Linked DNA regions of Sus scrofa: region 1 is linked to region 2. A link is a contact called in public HiChIP or PLAC-seq data. All regions are on one chromosome and are shown on one strand. Each heading gives the region's core, a stretch centred on a gene start, on an enhancer-like site or on the middle of the called end of the contact. The rest is flanking DNA. Distances are from core to core; before and after follow the strand shown. Region 1 holds the start of PRRX1 (paired mesoderm homeobox protein 1). Region 2 holds the start of CEBPD (CCAAT/enhancer-binding protein delta).

Region 1 (4,741 bases), core at 1,869-4,368, 630 kb before region 2:
GCTAGGCCCCCCACCTGCTTGGGAAATGAGCAACTGCTCCCTGTCACAGCTTCTCCTCTCCTGACATCTTTCTGCCAGATGGTCCTTCTTGAATTCTAGAGGTGCTTGACCCTCTTGGTTCCTGCAACCTGAGCCAAAAGAACTTTGATCCACCAATTTTCCCCTCCCTCTATACTCTTTTCGGGAGAGGACCTAGCACCTGGATGCAAGGAGAGGCCAGGAGCAATGACCCTTGGTGTTCTGACAAGGAGTTCACTGGCCCCCTTCTGTATACCTGAGGTAGAGCTTTGGTGCCAGTTCTGAACCTACCATGTCAGTCAGTCTTCTCCTACCTGGCCACCTGGCAGGAGGAACCAAGGTCTTTCATCATTTACCTGGTGAATGTGCGTTCTGCTTGGTCATGAATCTCCCTGTAGGGTTATCCTGATGGTTTTTAATTACAATCCAGAATCACAACAAATTACAAATGTTCTGTGTAAATACAATAAGGGTGTGCATCCAGTTCACTCCTAATTGTTAGTAGAAAAAGAAAAAAAAAGAAAAAAAACCCACAAGACTTAAACCAAAAAAATAAAAATAAAAATAAATCAATTCTGCAGGTTTATGCCTTGAAGATTTGATTTCTTGGGGACCCTCCCAGAGCATCCTCCCAGACTGCCCTGCAGCCCTGGCTCCCTGTGATGAGAATTCTGGGGCTTGGTGCCTGCAGTTGAGGCCTATGGGATGCTCTGGGAAGGAGCCACCTTCTGAGTGGTGAAGAGTCCTGTGACACTTTTTGCACAGGGTTCCAAAAAGAGTGTGGTGACTGCAAGAGGGGCCCTGCTGCCTGCCTTCAGAGCCTGTCCCAATCTGGCCTCTCCCTTGCTTTGGACACCCCAGGAGTCTGCCTAGATCCAGCTTCTCCTGGGCTTGGAGGGCACTCTGTCTGCCCTCCTGCCCCCACACAGCCCTCAAATGCTACCCTGATTTCTGGAGTGGAGAGGAACTTCTGAACCTCAGGACTCTAGCACAGTGGCAGTGAGTGCTGTGGAAGCTGGACCATCCCCACACAGTTGGCTGGTATTTGAGTTCTCATTCTGGAAGCTATTTTGGGAAAATATTATGCATAAAAGTATATATACACACAAAAGTATACACACACATACATATATATGTATGCATTTGGTTAACAAATGTTAAGCAAATGTATGATTCAATACTTGAAACCGTTAGCATCTTAGTTGGTATTGGTAGGGCTGGTTGATATTATTGGGCATATGACAAGGGGCTGATGTTAAGGGAGAGCCTGATCCCTCTGGAAAACACTGCAGAACACAAATGGAGACATTTGATCAGGTTTCCAACTGCCTGTATTTTCCCTGTGGCCACCTCTCCAACAGGCCAATGGCACACTCCGGACAAGGCAACTTCCTCCAAAAGGCGACTTCTCCTCAAATGACGGAGATTAATGAGTCTTCAGGGGAAGAGGCAAGTCCCTGGGGGAGTCAGAAGCCCTTGGTCCCTTATCCAAACCATTGTTACTAAGAGCAGTTTCGTCAGTGGCAAGGACAAAAAGAAACCTAAGGTACAACTGTGTAAATGAGGGTGGAGAAGGAGTGAGAGGCTAAGGCCTGCTCCATTTCTGGGAAGATTCGAGGAGGCTGATTCCCCTGCGGAATTCCACTAACCTAGCAGTGCCTCGAGGAACCTGGAGAGAAGCCTCCTCAGCCCTTGCACCCAAGCTCATGCTGCAGGACGCTGGTGAAAGCCTCTGTGCAATTAAGCCCAGTCTTTCACAGCCGGTGGTGGCACTGACACGTGTAGGCTTAGGCTCTCAGAAGAAACGGTGTTGGAAATGTCCTCGCAAGGCACCCTCCTCCAAAGCTGCCACTCGGGTGCGAGCCCACTCTGGCGCGCGTCTGTCTCCCACCAGCATCCCGCTAGCCCGGCCGCGCAGCTCCCCACGGCCTAGACGGGACAGATGTTTACTGCTTAGAGCCACGACCGCTGGGTAGAAGGAGCGATGGGCTTGGCGCACCTCGCGGGGCTGGCTGGGGGTGGGGGCCTCTGGGCTCCCGGTCAGGGGGTGCGAGCGGGCCGCGGGGAGGGTGAAGGGATTGAAAGAGGAGGGGGGAGTGGGTGGACTAATGATGAAAAAGTCTCCTCCGTCCTGGCTCCTTAATTAAATGCATGGAAAGAACCGAGGCTAGCACATCTGGTTTCAATCTGCAGCCCTTTGATGGCATCAAATGTTCTTTTCCTAGATCAGGGCTGGAAGTTCTGGGCTAACTATGGCCGTTTGGAGCCCAGAAACCATTTACACACACTCTTTCTCTCAGTCGAGCCGAGCCCCTAGACTATAGGAAGAAAGAAAAAAAAAAAGTAATCAAGGGAGTGAGGGACTGTGTGTGTGTGTTTAAAGAACATAAAACGCCACAAATAAGCACTGAATATTTTACTTACTCGTCATATAGTAACTCATTTCTAATGAGACTATTAAAGCTGTTACCAAATTCCACCCGGTCATGAAAAAATCGCTCAGCACCTCTCTGTCCTCTATCAAGTTAGGGCTCAGCAGACAGACGACAAAGCACTATCTCTAGAGTTAGATGGGGATTCGTCCGCCCCTCTTCCCCGTCCCCACCCCCGTGGCACCCGAATCGGACCCTGAGCCGCCACGGGAACGTCTGCCCGCAGCTGGCTCTAGGAGTGCCCCTGCTTCCTCCGCATCTGGGCAGCGCGACCTTCTCGGCTTAGCGTCGTCGTAGCCTGGGGAAGCGACCTTGGCCGTACTGAAGAGGTTACGAAATTGGCCAGGGTGGGGGGGAAGGGGAGCAATTATGACAAACTCCTAGAGTCCTTTCTCCCAGCTAAATAAATATGTAAATTTCCTACTGCCCTGTACCGTTGATTCCTAGCAGCGCAGAGAGACTCGAATCAATGCAGCGACTTCTAGATCTCTTTAGTCCGTGGAAGAAGCGTGGGAGAGCCTTCCATTATGATCAACCCTGTCGTTTTACTACATTATTTAATAGGCTGTCTCTACAGAACCAAATGTAGCTTTAATATCTCTCTCCCTCGTTCGCAGACCCACCCAGCCCACCACCACTCAAAATTGTTAGAACAGCAGGAAACATTAAAAAGAAAAAAACTCAGAGGGAGAGGAAAATTTGATTGAGATAGTTGTGGATTTTTTCCAACAAGTTTCCCCGCAGCTGTTATCAAAACATGCAAATGAAATTTTCCAACAGGATCTTAAACAAATCTGGAGGAGTTAATGCCTAAGCAAAATAATCAGCCTGTTTGAAGTGACTGTGGGTTTCAGTTTGTCCTTTCTCCCGTGATACTATTGCAGGGGAATGATAATTAGACCTTTACTTTAAAAATCCAAAGGGGCTCTTGCTTTCTCTTCCCTCCCTTTTCTTCCCCTCCTCCCTCTCTCTCTCTCTCCCTCTCTCTTTCTCTCTTGCTCAGAAGTTGGCAAAGGGGGTTTTCTTAATCAGACTGTTTTCTGGTCTGAGGGAAAGGAGGAAGAAGGAGATTGTGATGGAGAAAGGGGGTCTGTAAAACGTCAGGCACCGCACAAAGGCTTTGCCACGTAATTACAGGCTCCTATTAAGTCGAGATCTGCCCTCCCAGGGGTCTCCAATTTTCTTGTATTCCCTACAAAGCCTCCTCTGCATGCCAGTTTGTGCCTTTTGAAGTGCCAGAGAGCTTCTTGATCCAACTGAGAAGGAAAAAGGAGCTCAGCAAGAAGAGGGGGAGAGAGAGAAGGGAACAGGGAAACCCACCACCACCACCCTCCTTCGGACTCTTGGAGCCTTTTTTTCCCCCCTCCTTAGGAAAAGTAAAGTGAGAATCCTGCTCTCCAATACATCTGCAAGACATCACCCTCTCCTCCTGAAACTTTAGTCACTCCTGAGAATCCACAGGAGTGCAGAGAGGGGGAACACATTTTCTTGAAGATGTTTTAAAGCTGGAACAAGCCTTCTTCTGTTGGTGCTTGAACTCTTGCCTGGGAATAACTTTTTTAACCTAAAACACACACACACACACACACACACACACACACACTTTGATTCTTCTCTCCCACCCCTTCTTCTCTCTTCTTCTGTTTGCCTAACTCCCCCGCCCTGCTGGCCTCCCCTTTCCTCTCTTCCCCTTATTATTATTTTTAGCGTGTGCGTGTGAACGCTTTTGGAGAGCTGAAGGGGATTTTTTTTCTTCTTCTTCTCCTGACTTGAACATAGGGTGACTTTTAATTTTATTTTTTGGTGTGGATTATCTCTTTGGACCGCGCCGGACTTGGCCTCGGGAAAGCAACCGAAGCTGTCGGAGGCTGCCGGTGCACAACGCTCTGCTCTACAGAAGGGGGTCCCCCGCCCTCTTTCCACTTTTTTTGTTCTTCCCCTCCTTTCTCTCTCTCCCTCTCTCTCTCTCCATTCCCTCCCCCACTTCCCCACTCGGCTCCTCTCCCCCCTCGCGCCCACAGCGTTTGGTGTTGATTCGAGCGGGAAGAGGGGGGTGGGTGGGATCGGAGGGGGAGACCATGACCTCCAGCTACGGGCACGTTCTGGAGCGGCAACCGGCGCTGGGCGGCCGCTTGGACAGCCCGGGCAACCTCGACACCCTGCAGGCGAAAAAGAACTTCTCGGTCAGTCACCTGCTAGACCTGGAGGAAGCCGGGGACATGGTGGCGGCGCAGGCGGACGAGAGCGTGGGCGAAGCGGGCCGGAGCCTCCTGGAGTCGCCGGGACTCACC
Region 2 (5,078 bases), core at 1,516-4,015:
ATGTTCTCGTGTAAAAACTAACTCCAGTATCAGGAAAAAGGAGTTCCTTCCTTTGCTTTTATTGGAGCCTGTTCTCACCTCTGAAGAGCAGGGTCATGGGCAGGGGAAGGACCTTCTGCTCTGTCTCTGGTGTCCTGTGCTGCTGGGAACAGAATGTCCAGGGCTGTTTGCTTTAACCAGCCTACCTTTTATCCCTGCAGAGTTATGAAGTGAGGCGTGTCCTCGGAAAGGAGGTGGGGCCATTAACCTGTTTTGTCCTGTCGGTGACCACCCACCCTACAAGCTGTGTGGGATTGGAGGAGGTCGAGCTCCTGCGTGACGTGAGAGGCCCTTCAGAACACCAGCTGCAGCTGCGGGATCTGTGAATTTTACAAAGTGGCTTCACGGTGGTGGTGGTGGTGGCTGGGAGTTATTGGTTAACTCTGGGTGGAGTGAATGTACTTTATGATCTTGAAATGGAACTCTAGCTTTTCTGGGACAAATGTTGGAAAAATGGTTTTGTAAACTAGAAATCTAAATACTTTTTTCTATGATTATTTTTTTATTACCTTTCTGCAAATTTAGAAACACGTTAAAGCTTAAATAAGCTTGAGGTCTTCATTTTGTGTTTATCTTAGACAGGAATATAGTAGAAAAAATTATTTTGTTCCATTGTAATTTTAAAGTGTTCAAATTTTACCATGATTCAGCATGTTTTTTTGTACTTCCTTTAACATTTCCCCAAAGAATACCTTGCAAAGCTTAAACCTTTGCCCTCTATTGTGCTATCACTGCTCTCCATAATCAGTGTCCAACCTAAGCATTTTGCAGTTCAGTGCTTTTCGTAAAGTGTTCTGGGGAACTATGTCAGAGGTAAAACTTTCTCATGAAGTGTAGGTAGAGTAACTGACCTGACGATAGCTACCTTACAGAGACACTGAGAGGTCTGGTTAGTCTGGCCCAGCCCGGGCCGGAGCCAAGATTATGGAAACTGGGAAAGCTCAGTTATCCTTCACTGTGTTGGCAGAGATCTGAGTTTAAAAGTAAAACCACGGATTAATTATCTCTGGACACTAAAGATCTTGCATTTCCTCCCTTATGACTACATAATCATGACAGGCCACAGTTAATTCATTACATAATATAGATGTAGCAGCCAAGACCAAGAAAGGGTGCCTAGTACCCACACTCTTGGGGGAAAGGCTTTATTTATTCGTCCATATTAAGCGTTGAAACATTACAAGTACTGGCAAGGTAGCTGGTTTTAAGTAGCTTTGTGACTGTTTCTTTTCATCTCCTACGTGACTTCTGTACTTGACACACCTTGGAAGTCTACTTAAAGCTGTCTACAAGACTGAGCAAAGGGAAAGCAAATCCCATTACAGTCAAGGTGAATCAGACGTTTTCGGATAACCTCAGCCCTCTTTCTCCCCGTCCCTGGAGCCCCCACTCGAGGTGGGGCGCGCTCCAGCAAGTTTCTGACACGATCCCGGGGCGCCTTCCACCTGAGAGGGTCTCCTCAAATTAACCCGCAAGTCCTCAGGTGTAGTTCGGCCTGTTTGAGAAGCAAAGCCATGGTCTTCCAGGAACCCGGCCCCAGGGCGCAAGCCGGCCAGACGCGCCCTCCCCGGCGGGTCCGAAGGGCCTTGAGCGCAGGAATCAAGGTGGGTCTAACGCATCTTTATTTTTACAAATACTGTAAAAATCAATATAAAAAAGTGAGCATGCTCAGTCTTTTTTTCGTATCTACAGTACAAAGGCTAGTCTCGAAAAGTCTCTTACGAATGTACCTTAGCTGCATCCTAGGGGTAGGATGTAGAGAAGCTGCCGTCATAGTAACTTAGGGTCCACGCGACAGCTGTCCAAGTCCCAGACCGGCCAGGCAGCTCCAGGCACTGCGGCCGCAGTCCGCGCGCCCCCCGCGTCACCGCGCGTCCGCCGCCCCCGCGCCGGGCAGGAAGGGTGCGCCGGGTAGCTGCTTGAAGAATCGCCGCAGGCCGGCTAGGTCCCGTGTGAGCTGCTCCACGCGCTGTTGCAACTTCTCGTTTTCGGCTGAAAGCTCCACCAGCTTCTGCTGCATCTCTTGGTTGCGCCGTTTGGCCTTGTCACGGCTCTTGCGCACCGCGATGTTGTTGCGTTCGCGCCGCTGCCGATACTCTGGGCTGCCGCGGTCCGGGCCCCGCTTGCCCGCTGCTTTGTCGCGTGCGGGCCCTGGCGCTGGGGGCGCGGGGCTGCGGCGCGGCGGCTCGGGCGACGCGGGAGGCGTGGGTTGCGCGGCGGCCGCCAGGCTCACCACCGTCTGTGCGCACGCGGCCACCTGCGCGGGCAGCAGCGAGCCGGGCGCGTCGCCGTCGCCCCAGTCCGGCTCGCGCTTGAGCGGTCGCGGTGCGGGGCCGGGGCCCGCAGGGCGCGCGGGGGCCCCGGGCAGCAGCTCCAGGGCGCCAGCCTTATGGTTGCTGTTGAAGAGGTCAGCGAAGAGCTCGTCGTGACACAGCTCCAGGGTGGGCACGGCGGCCATGGAGTCTATGTAGGCGCTGAAGTCGATGGCGCTCTCGTCGTCGTACATGGCGGGAGCGGCCGGCTCAGTTCCGCGACCAGGCTTCCCTGCGCGGCCAGGCTCGTAGAAGGCGGCGGGCTCCGCAGACCAGGGCGCGCCGCGCGCTGGGCCGTCTAGGCTGAAGAGCGCGGCGCTCATGGCGGCGTCGAGCCGACAGCGAGCGCGGTCCCCTGGCGGTCCGGGCGCAGCCTTTTCTAGCCCGGCTGACGCGCACGCTCCGCCCCGGCCGCGGACCGCGGGACCCCCGCCCGAGCGCCTCCCCCGCGCTTCCTGCCCGCCGGCCCGGCCCGCGCGGCGCTGCCGGGAACGACCCTCCCTCGGCCGCGCCTCCTTCCTGCTGGTGGGTCGGGGCCTCTGCTCCCGCGGCACCGGGGCGGAACCAGAGCGGAGGGCGGCGGGGACTCTGCACGGGGGCGCTGCCTCGCAGCTTCAGGGAATTTGGGTCTTGGTGCTTCCCGATCAAGGAGATGGGGAATGGGGGAGGATCGCGACGCTGCCCCGCGGCGTTCCGCTGGCTCCTGGGTGGTGGGTGGGGTCGCTCTCAAACCCCGCGGGCCTGGGGCCAGGGGAAGCTATTTTGAACCCTGCACCCCGCAAGCCCCACGAGCTCGGAGCTTCTAGATAACTCAGTGCCCCGGGCGAACCCCACCAACTCCCTGCCCCACGAGCCCGGCACCCCTGGCGCTGCTTCCTGGTCCACTAGAGCAGTGCCATCTTGCGGTGGTTTCTTACTTCAGTTTTTTAGGCCGGATTCTTTCTATTCAATATTCCAAAAAAGAAGTGCCTTTGGATCCAGAGCAGTGGGGTGGGTCCCTTTCAGGAGAAAGAAAACGTTGGTAAGGTATTAACATGTTCGCTTTCCGGGTTGTAAAATGCAGGAAAAAGACACTGAACTGGTTTTGTTGCGTTTCCTACAATTTGGACAGGCATTTCAGGTCAATTCCATTTTTTGCACCACAGACCCTGTTCAGACCTGGCCTTCATCCACAACCTTTCTCGTTTCCTCTTGTCCCAACACTCAACGTTCCACAAGCTCTACAGCGCTCCATGAACTATCGCTGGAGTGTCTGCAGTCAATTCCAGTGGTGACTTCTGAAAACACACCATAGGGTACTGAGTAGGCTTTCTAGAGGGACATACATAATGCGCTAGAATTACTCCAGGGACATGATATAGATCTCACACTTATAATTACCTATTAAGGGTAAAACCTAGGAACACATAGAGTGTGGTTCATGCACATCCCCCCAAAAAAACATGTATTTCAGAAGCCATAAAAACGTTACCAAAGACTTCTCCAGGGAGGGAATGCACAAAGAACCATATTCTCATAAAAAAAAAAATTCAGCGAGATGATTGGTACATCCAGATGTCAGATTGGGATTGAGCTTGGAAGATGCTATCCTCATATTTTTTAAATGTATTAACCAGTAATTAATGATAATTTTTATTTTTAAAACCTTTTTTTAGGTCTGCACCTGTGGCATATGGAAGTTCCCAGGCTAGGGGTTCAATCTGAACTACAGCTGCTGGCCTGCGCCACAGCCACATGGGCTCCAAGCCACATCTGCGACCTACAGCACAGCCCACCCCAACGCCAGATCCCAGACCCACTGAGTGAGGCCAAGGATAGAACCTCATCCTCATGGATACTAGTTGGATTCATTTCCATGGTGCCAGAGTGGGAAATCCCAATGATAACTTCTAGATTTAAGAATTTTCTTCCCTCTTTCAGAAATAGAGAAAGGAGAGGTCATAGGCCAGCAAAGTATAGATTTGTTATGACATTGAACACAAGTGAAAGACTGTTAAAAATGCAGTATAACAATATAGCTCTCTGATAGTAGTTCACAGTCATTTTTTGAATGTCTCCACTTACTGCATTTCTCATTGTTAGGGATCTTGAAGCTGTAGTATTTTTATTTTATTTTTATTTATTTATTTTTGGCTTTTTAGGGCCACACCTGTGGCATATGGAGGTTCCCAGACTAGGGGTCGAATCAAAGCTACAGCTGCCCTCCAACATCACAGCCACAGCAAAACCAGACCTGAGCCTCGTCTGGGACCTACACCACAGCTCACAGCAGCGCCAGATCCTTAACCCACTGAGCGAGGCCAGGGATGGAATCCACAACCTCATAGTTCCTAGTCAGATTCGTTTCCCCTGGGCCACGATGGGAACTCCAAGCTGTAGTGTTCTGAGTAGAGTTGTCAAAAGGAAGCGGCCAGGTTAGAAAGCATTCCTTAAAAATGGATCCTTGGATTCCCCCATGTTTATGCGGGCATTGCTATGTTGAGCTCAGTTGAGTTGTTCAGATGCAGCCCACTTCACTTGGACTTTCTAAACATATTCCATCCTTTCAGAATTCTAGAGGCTGTACATGCCTGGATGTGCTTTAGCTGTATAGCACTGTATAGGACATTGGGCTGCCCCATCATAAGACAGAATATACCTCAATCCTCACGAGGGATCACTTTTGGATGTTTCATATGGTGCAAGATATGGGACAAGAACAGTTCTCCAAATTAAAGTTTGGAAAAG

Evidence for each region. HiChIP or PLAC-seq counts read pairs in DNA pulled down with a chosen protein or histone mark.
Region 1: an H3K27ac HiChIP or PLAC-seq map of skeletal muscle shows a contact between it and region 2. The contact joins the promoter of PRRX1 here to the promoter of CEBPD in region 2. A contact is called at or near these places in 1 of 47 Hi-C or Micro-C datasets (embryonic fibroblasts) and 1 of 2 datasets of contacts at active chromatin or transcription factors (skeletal muscle).

What each region holds. Positions count from the first base shown.
Region 1 is chr4:80,501,066-80,505,806 of Sscrofa11.1, reverse strand. It overlaps PRRX1 (paired mesoderm homeobox protein 1), which reads left to right and starts at 3,118. Exons shown (of 4, transcript XM_021090642.1): 1 at 3,118-4,741. The coding sequence starts at 4,529.
Region 2 is chr4:79,870,550-79,875,627 of Sscrofa11.1, reverse strand. It overlaps CEBPD (CCAAT/enhancer-binding protein delta), which reads right to left and starts at 2,765. Exons shown (of 1, transcript XM_005663091.2): 1 at 1,147-2,765. The coding sequence starts at 2,674. The coding sequence ends at 1,904. SPIDR (DNA repair-scaffolding protein) reads left to right here. Exons shown (of 20, transcript XM_021090636.1): 20 at 201-691. The coding sequence ends at 365.